Linked DNA regions of Mus musculus: regions 1 and 2 are each linked to region 3. Evidence: chromatin contacts called from public Hi-C data. All regions are on one chromosome and are shown on one strand. Each heading gives the region's core, a stretch centred on a gene start, on an enhancer-like site or on the middle of the called end of the contact. The rest is flanking DNA. Distances are from core to core; before and after follow the strand shown.

What was found. Hi-C and Micro-C count contacts between places; a contact is called where the count stands out from the background.
Region 1: a Hi-C map of cortical neurons shows a contact between it and region 3, with 1.4 times the contacts expected there. The contact joins the enhancer-like site here to the promoter of Kcnip1 in region 3. A contact is called at or near these places in 6 of 484 Hi-C or Micro-C datasets (cortical neurons, forebrain, gonadal supporting cells and 3 more), 1 of 115 datasets of contacts at active chromatin or transcription factors (forebrain) and 2 of 9 other capture datasets (adipose tissue and pancreatic islet).
Region 2: a contact with region 3 is called in a Hi-C map of cerebral cortex, with 3 times the contacts expected there. The contact joins the enhancer-like site here to the promoter of Kcnip1 in region 3. A contact is called at or near these places in 19 of 484 Hi-C or Micro-C datasets (the C2C12 cell line, cerebellar granule neurons, cerebellum and 13 more), 6 of 115 datasets of contacts at active chromatin or transcription factors (SST interneurons, VIP interneurons, embryonic forebrain and 3 more) and 2 of 9 other capture datasets (adipose tissue and pancreatic islet).

What each region holds. Positions count from the first base shown.
Region 1 is chr11:33,759,934-33,762,753 of GRCm38.p6, forward strand. The region is part of intron 1 of Kcnip1 (Kv channel-interacting protein 1); the gene reads right to left. Among named protein-coding and RNA genes, the nearest start is that of Kcnip1, 82 kb to the right of the region's middle. Within about 2 kb of position 1,453, at least 7 of the 459 cell types and tissues checked have an H3K27ac peak or open chromatin away from gene starts, as enhancers often do. A contact at or near this core is called in cortical neurons, where this site is marked.
Region 2 is chr11:33,731,093-33,733,905 of GRCm38.p6, forward strand. All of the region lies in intron 1 of Kcnip1 (Kv channel-interacting protein 1), which reads right to left. Among named protein-coding and RNA genes, the nearest start is that of Gm12119, 98 kb to the left of the region's middle. Within about 2 kb of position 1,454, at least 13 of the 459 cell types and tissues checked have an H3K27ac peak or open chromatin away from gene starts, as enhancers often do. A contact at or near this core is called in VIP interneurons and cerebral cortex, where this site is marked.
Region 3 is chr11:33,842,201-33,844,941 of GRCm38.p6, forward strand. It overlaps Kcnip1 (Kv channel-interacting protein 1), which reads right to left and starts at 1,486. Exons shown (of 9, transcript NM_001190885.2): 1 at 930-1,486. The coding sequence starts at 990.

The DNA.
Region 1 (2,820 bases), core at 203-2,702, 82 kb before region 3:
GGTCAAAACCCCATGGCGGTGTGGTACCTGACTGTGCTTTATACAAGCTTCAGGACACTTTCGATGTGGATGGTAGCTAAGGGTTAGCACACGTAGTCATGGCAACAGTCATTATGTCTGAGGAGCAAGCTGTCTTTGAACCACAACTTTCTGACTGTGAAGTGTTCCTGTTTTAGCTGTATGGCTGTTCCCTTTCTTCAGAGTGGAAAGGGTTAACTTCCAGCTTTTTCTCCTTGAATCAGAGGCTGGACTGTGATCCTTCCCAGGGTGTGCTCAGCGTGCCGTGCTCTGGTCTGTGCATTTTGTGGAAACCAAACAGGTGCAACGTTTTAGGAAGGAGGAAGAGCCAGCAAGAATAAAGCAAGTGAGGCATACATGGGGAGCCTACTGTATGCCTCAAACCATGCTGGGCACTCATGAGTATTCAAGGCTTCTTAGCTATGTCGTTGAAGCCATTATCTTCATGCTGAAGAGTCTTGGATCCCCGATTCCATAAAATGGGGAGCCCCTCTCAAACACTGTTACATATCTCCTTATTGGGCAGAAATTATACTTTGACTCAAGCTCTCCAAGGACCACCTTGCTTTCTGTGATGTATCAGAGGTCTAGAGAGGCCAGTAGGCTTTTACAACCTAGGCAAGCATCTAGATCCCCAGCCCTCTTTTTGTTTTTATTTTAGTACTGGGCTTGATGAAGATGTCCCAGGTGGCCTTGGAGTCACTCTACAGCTCAGGTAGACTCTAAGCTGTCAACCTTCCTGCCTCAGTCTCCTCTGTTCCTGGGACTCCAGGGTTGTTTCACATGCCCGTTCCAGGGGTCATTTCTTCCTATTGCCTTCCATTTCCTCTACGGTTTTTTGTGGAGATGTGTGGGAAGGGGAGGCTTCAATTATGCATCCTCAAATCCTTGCCTTCTCCAGAGGCCCACACGTCTACAGCATGCCCCCCATCACTCTCTGCTCAGGGAGTAAGTGATTGAGAGCTCAGGGAGGAGGGACACCCCAGCCAGGGATGAAGTCTCACTTAATGAGGGACTGTGGGAGGGTGGAGAACACACCCGATTTATCTCTGTTGCCTAAATACCTCTTAAATTCTCTGTTGAATATTTCTAATTCAGCAGAATGTGAACAATTATAGCAGGAAGCTATTCATAGGTGGAAGGGGGCTGATGGAATTATTTATCAAAGTGACATTTTAATTATAGTGAAGAATGAGTTTGTTGTCACCAAGATGGAAGGGTGGTGTTTCCCGGCCTCCACACCCCCCAGGGTAAATTAAAAAGAGTCCCTTCTTCACGATAAGTCCATTAGGTGTTGGAAACACGGCAAGCCTATGGCAGGTTTTACGGGAAACGTTTCTGAGATGGGATGAAGCGAGTCCCCGTGAGAGTGTCTGCTTCATGCTCAGAAGTGTGGAATCTACAGGATGTGATATCGGAGGCAGCATCCAGATGTCTCTGGCAGGTCCCTCCTCTCCCCAGCTTACCCGCGGAACAGCTCCTGCCCACACTGATCTGGCTTGACACTGTGTTAAAAAGTAAAATAAATGCGTGGCAAATTTCAGTGTGCCAAAGCGTGTGTGGATCACATGAAGTCACTTGTAGTGAATGCGACAGTTCCCTTGACCTCTCTGACCCCAGTTCTCCTTCTCCAAGGCAACCCACACTCCTAGATTCCCATGGATCGGCCCGGAGATGATTGACACATACAGAGCTTATTTGTAGTCCGCATTGCCTTCAGTTTTCTGCTTTAGTTCTCACTGGCGTATTTTATCTCCCCAACTAGGAGGGAAGCAAGCAGAAGGCATGAATTATGTTGGAAGCTTCTCTCATGTTGGCCCATAGCTCACAGAACGTGGCATTAATAATTCTGCGATGTAGTCTCCTGCCAGACACACGCAGAACAGTCTGCAGAATCTCCATTCAAATCTTCCACACCGCCCAACGAGGAGTCTATTTCTACTCCCATTTCATAGATGAGGCAGTCCAGGTGGGCTAGCCTGGATCAAGTGTTCCTGCTCACTGATGCCAGGTGCCTGATGGGGTAATCTTGGCCTTGCTGCTATATGTTCAAGACTTAACAGAGTCATGCGTCTGCCAGCCACCTGGACAAGGTCTCTGCTCTCAAAGCATTTAAATTTATGCACGGATTAATGGCAGGGGGAGGGCGTGTAAGTACTCAAGCATGACAAGGCACAATGGTGGTGGGATGCACTTAGTGTTCTACAGGAGGAAGTCCGATGTTTAAAACAAGCTCTATCGCCTTCTTGGTGCATGGCTTCAGAGAACTTGTTCGTTTTAGGCCTCAGCTTCCATCACTGTAAAAGGAGATATTGCTTCATCTCAAGGGACTGTTCCGGGGTTAGGAATAATACCTATGAAGAAGTGGGAGGTGTTGGGAAGCCATTGTGTCCTGAGAGATATAGCAATAGCCAGTAAATTCAAGGAGTCGCAGTATCATTAACCCCATCAGATCTGAGTAACTTGGCTGCCTGGCCTCTCACTCCATCATAGTAAACAACAGCACAGCATCCCACAGGCACACACACATGATGGGACTTGCTTCATGTGAAATCTTGCAAGACTACAAATTGTGCACACGGTCCCTCGTGGGAATGGGAGGCTCCCCTGAGGGTGGGCTGAGAAGCCCCAGGAGTGGGTTTATGAAATATGTGTGGTGAGCACAAGGATGCTGGCCCTGCAGAGGGCAAATCTGTCCTGCATTAGTTGTGTGAGTGCATATAGCCTCTCTCTGTGCCTCATCTGGGAAATGACTATTGTGTATTAGATAAAAATATTCTAGGTTGGGGCTCAATATGTGGT
Region 2 (2,813 bases), core at 204-2,703, 110 kb before region 3:
TGGAAAGCCAGCATACTGTCAGAAGGGCAAGGACATGGAAAGCCAAGGACATGGGACTGAATTTCAATCCCCGAACCAAGGATCCCTGGAATCTTGGACAGAGTATGATGCCCCGAGCCTCAGTTTCCCACTTTGCAGAGGCAGAGGTTACAAGAGGTACTGGATGGGGTCATGATAAGCCTGGCAGCTGTGCATGTAGCCATTTCTTCTGGCACCACAGAGCAACCACATTCCACCTCTGCCCACTCATTCCTGTGCCCTCCAAGGTCTTTACCACAGTCTCAAGGGCCCAGAGGAACTGCTCCAACTATGGATACCACTAAGGCACCACTCACACGTTCAGGCCGCTTTGTGTGCAGAGCTGGGCATGTCTGTCCCCACCCTGGGCTACTCTGCTTGTCCTTGGCAGCAGAGCTCATGCATATCTTGGTGCTGTGGCTGCCATCACTCCTGCTTGGGTATCACTTCTTAGCACCTGTGGTCAGTTTCTATCTAGTCTCCTCCAGTGCGCCACCATGTCTCACTGCCTTCCAGACCCTGGGTGTTCTCAGAAGTCATTGTAATTGAAGACAAATCCAGACAGTTTATTACTTTGGGGTTTGAGCTAAAGTTTGGGATCGAGGGGCGCAGGGGAGAATGGTAGCTTTATATCCTTTTTGAGGCACTATGTGTGGGACTCAGGTTTTTGTGCATGTCAGGCTTGTGCTCCGACTCTGAGTATCCACTCCTAGCCTTGCAGTCTAAGCAGAGTGGTTGTGTGCATGTAGGAATGCTGAGTATTGGGATCCAGTGTATGGCCATCGCCTTGTCCCAGGGCCAGAGACTAAAGCCAGACATGTCAGGCGAGAACAGAGAAAGCTCAATGGCAGGAGTGGAGAACACTCTGGAATTTTCATCTTCCTTGCTTCCCCAGGTCACAGCCCCAGGGCTGGGAGCCCTTGAACAGGATGCACCTGAAGGTAGGATGTAGGACCCTCACCCTACATCCAGGGAGCCAGAGATGCCCAAGTGCAGTATGGCCATGGGTCTGATACTTACAATACATGTGACCGTGTGGATGGAGCATGCATCCTGTTAGGCAGCTAGCTAAGGAGATACTGAGGAGCCTCAGGTGACTGTTAGTGTCAGGGCTGAGCCTGTGCCTCCTGTACTTCTCTGATCTATAATGTAAGGGGTCCTCAGTCTCCTGGGACCAGGTACATACTGAAGAAGGGGAACAGGCCTGAGGAGTTTGGGGGAGAAGTCCTTCCCGCCGAGCCGGGAAAGCAGCTTCTGGGAATGGGGGGGCAGTAGAAAAGAGGATGAAGGGTGGTGGGCAGGGGAGCAGAGATGTTTACGAAAGCCAAAAGCATCTGTCTGCGTCCCAACAGCAGAAGGGCCTATGCTGCGCCCTGGGGACCAGCACTGGGGTGGCCGTGTGCTGTGTTGGACAACACTACAGGCAGCCTGTTCTGGCCAGAGGCAGCTGACACAGTGCCAAACTAAGCCAACACTTGTGCCTGCTCTGCCAACTGCCACCCTCTGTGGGTCAGTGATGGGGAACGAGCGAGGAGTCAGGCAGCATCTCTTGTCCTACCCTGTTGTCTGTTCCCCGGGACCTGGGAATAAAGCCAGAGTAGAGTTCAGGGCAGGGCGCACACTTTAAGTATAAATGAAGATGAAGATGAAATTGCAAGTATTATTGAAAATTGCAAACTATTTTTGGAATGACAGCTGCAGTTACTGAAAACCCAGGGAGACTTCAAAATGGTCATGAAACAGAGGGGAAGAGATATGATGGAGGGAGGGGACCATGAAGTCATCATCATCCAGTTGGTAGATGGGTAGCCTTCTGCTTCACGTTTGTGCTGATGGTTCCCAGCTATGTTCGCCTGCACTGGGCTCTCAGTGCCACCAAATCAGGGACTTTCTACCGCAAGCGCTTTCAGGGTTCCCAGCACCTAGAACTTGTCTCAGATAGCCAGTATATTTTGAATGTGTGAAAGAAAGCAATATCAGCCTAAGATAGGTCGTCCATAGGTACGACCTGTATTTTTATTGAGTTGTTTGACTATTCTGTAGTATTGGAGGCTGCATTAGACTCGGTAAAGCAGCCCAGAAAGCAAGAGGAACCAAGGGACTGGGCACCCAGCACAATGTTGGGTGATCTTTGGTCTGGGCCGCTGTTTCTAGAACCTGGGTCGTGGAGGCAGGGACATGCTTCAAGGAGTCCATCCCTTGAGACTGATGTACAGTCAAAGCTGGCCAGGCCTCAGTCTTGAGATCCAGGGGAGCTGTAAACAGGCTCAGAGCCCTTGATGGGAGTCTTTCTAATGCCAAGAGCCTGTGGCATTTGATGTGTTAATCCGAAAGCCACCAGAAGGTGGTGCTCTCATTCCTGTTTGGAGGCTCATTGCTGCGATGGTCCAGAGTTTATTCAGCCCTTCTGCCAGTTTCAGAGCAGTTTCAAGGTTCAGTCTCTCATCTGTATTTGAGGAGAGGGCCAGGGGAAGAAGAGTGGGCTGGACTCCAAGGCTGAAATGAAGTTCCATTAGCCTTCACATGACAGACAATTGGGCTTGGGAGGTATGGCTCACTGGCAAAGAAAGCATGGACGCCTGAGTTTAATTCTCAGCATCACCAATTAAGCAAGCAAGCAAGCAAACAAACAAACACCTCAAACCAACACCATTTTAAAAAAATGCCATTTGAAATATCCATTGACTCCCAGTCTCGGGGATCAGGAGTCTGAAACCAGACTGTTGTCAGGGTGGTGGTATTCCCTCTGATGACTGGGTGGCGGGGTGGGAGTGGGGGTGGGGTGAGGGTGGGAG
Region 3 (2,741 bases), core at 236-2,735:
AGAACTTGGATATTTAAGTGTGAAACTATTTAGAACCCTTCTGCTATCTTCAATGGCTTTTGAGCATTAAGCAAACCAAGCCTGTCATTATCTTTTTTTTTTTTTTCTGATTTGTTTCCAGTCTTCTTGTTTCTATAAGCAACTTTCTGCCTGTTGAAAAGGGGGCCTGCATTGTGTGCTTTTGGCCCAACAAGGTCACTTGACTCCACGTGGCCATCTAATAACTGTCCCACTGAAGATGGGCATGCCACAGCTGGAGAAAGGCAGGCTCCTGACAGGGACATCTCAGGATATGTGAGCTTGTCGCCCCAGCCCCCCTTTTGACAGTTCTCCCCATTCCTCTGAAGTCCTCAGACCACCATAGCAGCACAGCCCTGCTATTTGTTTTTTCCTACAGACTGCTTGTGTCCCAGGACCCGCCTGGGGGCTCTACCACCTGGACGTAGCTGATTCCTTTTGGCTTGCAGAGGTTTTAAGGATGGACCGGTAAATCACCGTTTTCCTCATGATTAGATTCCCAAGTCAGCACCTGGCAAGGCATGGCCATTCCCAAGGAGGCACCCTTGCTGGATGTTCGAGGTTGCACCAACATCAGCCCTCATGGGAGTGGGAAGAGCCTCCCAACATTTCCGCCCACCCCAGAGAACGCAGTTTTCTCCACCTGTGAATCTGCCTGTCTTGCTCCAATACATTCCCTAGAAGAGAAGGGTACCCACACCCCTGCTGGGGCCAGCGTCCACTTCGGCTGCTACCCCTGGGTGTTCACACCAACCCTCCCACGAGGCTCTTAATTCCTTGGATTCATGAGGTTGTCCAAAACCCTCACGGACAGTGGGTTTGGAACTAAGAGAGACAGACGTTTCATCCCAACACAACACCCAGTGCCCCCAAACCTATCCAGGGGAGTAAATAGAGGACAGAGTGCTTACCTTTAGAGGGTCGCCTTTGTTTGGTCTGCAGGGAGGAGAAAGTGCCCATGACGGCCCCCATGGCAGCGAAGACTTGTGTGCGTCTTGGGACCCCAGGCCCTGTCTCTTCCCTCCCCTGAAAAGAAATCGGTGTGGATTGCCCACTTTGAATTGGAGGAGAGGAAAAGCGAGAAAGCAAAAAAGCCCCGAGCAGCTCGCCTGCAGCTTGGTATTCAGAAAACGTGGGGCCGGGGCGCCTGGAGCTCGTGGCTGCTGCCTTCTTCAGCCAGGCACATGCACTGACTCCCAGGGCCAGAGGCTCGCGGGAGCCTTCACAGGCGCCCCCCGGTGCGGGCACCCAGCCGGGCCACTGGCTTCTCCGAGGCCCGAGCCCCGAGCCCCAAAGCCTGCCTGATGTTGGACACGGGGCCGGCGTGCCCGCACGGCCGAGGCTGCCGAGCCCGCGCCGCGTGCGGTGCGGGAGCTGCGCTCCGCCCGCCCGCCCCTGCTGCCACCCGGCCGCTCCGCCCCGCGCTCGGGCTGGATCTCAGGGGGCCGAGTACCAATCATGAATGAACAGCGCCAGGGACTGGTGCGGAGTAGAGCGGGGCTCAGAACCAGGCGCGGGGGATGGTGGGGGAGGCGGCGGAGGCCGCCTGGGGACCGCAGAGGGGCGGGGTGGGGACCTGGCCCTGCTGTCTACAAGGCTCTACTCCTGGCTGTGCGGGACACCGGGGATGTCCTTCTGGGCAGACAGATGTGATCAGGCACCTGGCTGGTGGGTGCAGCTTGGGTAGGAGGCAGCAGGTGACCCCCAGGATGAATATAAATATGTGAGTGTGAGTGAGTGAGTGAGTGTGTGTGTGTGTGTGTGTGTGTGTGTGAGAGAGAGAGAGAGAGAGAGAGAGAGAGAGAGAGAGAGACAGAGACAGAGACAGAGACAGAGACAGAGAGACAGACAGAGAGACAGACAGAGAGACAGAGAGAGAGAAAGGGAGGGCATTAAGATTTCATTTGACTTTAGAGAAAATCATTTAACCACTGCCTACCTTTCTGGTGTGGAGTAAAGTCTGCCCCACCTAAAGAGAGTTGTCATCAAGAAGAAGGGCTCCTTTGAACTCTGTAGGAGGTGTTGGGGACCTGCAGAATCCCCTAGGACCAGAGCTCATTTCTAGTGACAGGAAGTGGGGGAAGTGGGACGAGAAGTAGCTGTGGGTCCCCTTAGGCTCTTGCTACCTGACCCCCTCTTTGTGTTCTCTCTCTCTCTCTCTCTCTCTCTCTCTCTCTCTCTCTCTCTCTCTCTCTCTCTCTCTGTGTGTGTGTGTGTGTGTGTGTGTGTGTGTGTTTGCTCTGTCACCTGCAAATCAGACACCTGTGGGGACAGTACTTGAGTTAGGAACCCAGGGGGTAACTCTTGAATTTAGAAAGCAATCTTCCTTCCATGACCTTCCCTTCAGGTGGCAAGAACCCTCAAGCCCCACTTCAGCTTTCCACTGAAAAGGCAATGATGGAGGACCTGTGGCAACTCCTGGTGGCAACTGATGACAGGTGTCTCCCTAGAAAGCTTTGAATTTCCTCTTCCCCAGCCTAGCTGCCTGTCTGCCCTGTCTGCCTGGACATTCACTGAGGATTCCCTCTGTGTTTGCACTGAGAATCCCCAACCCCCTCTCTTTCCAGACCCCTGTCCAGTCATTTCCTCTGCAGCACACAGACACATGCTGTGTTGGGAGCTCACAGCATCCCTTAACATATGGCGTCATAAACACGCACACATATATGCAACCATGAACATATGGGCACAGGTCCCTCATGCCCACACAGATATTGAGATGC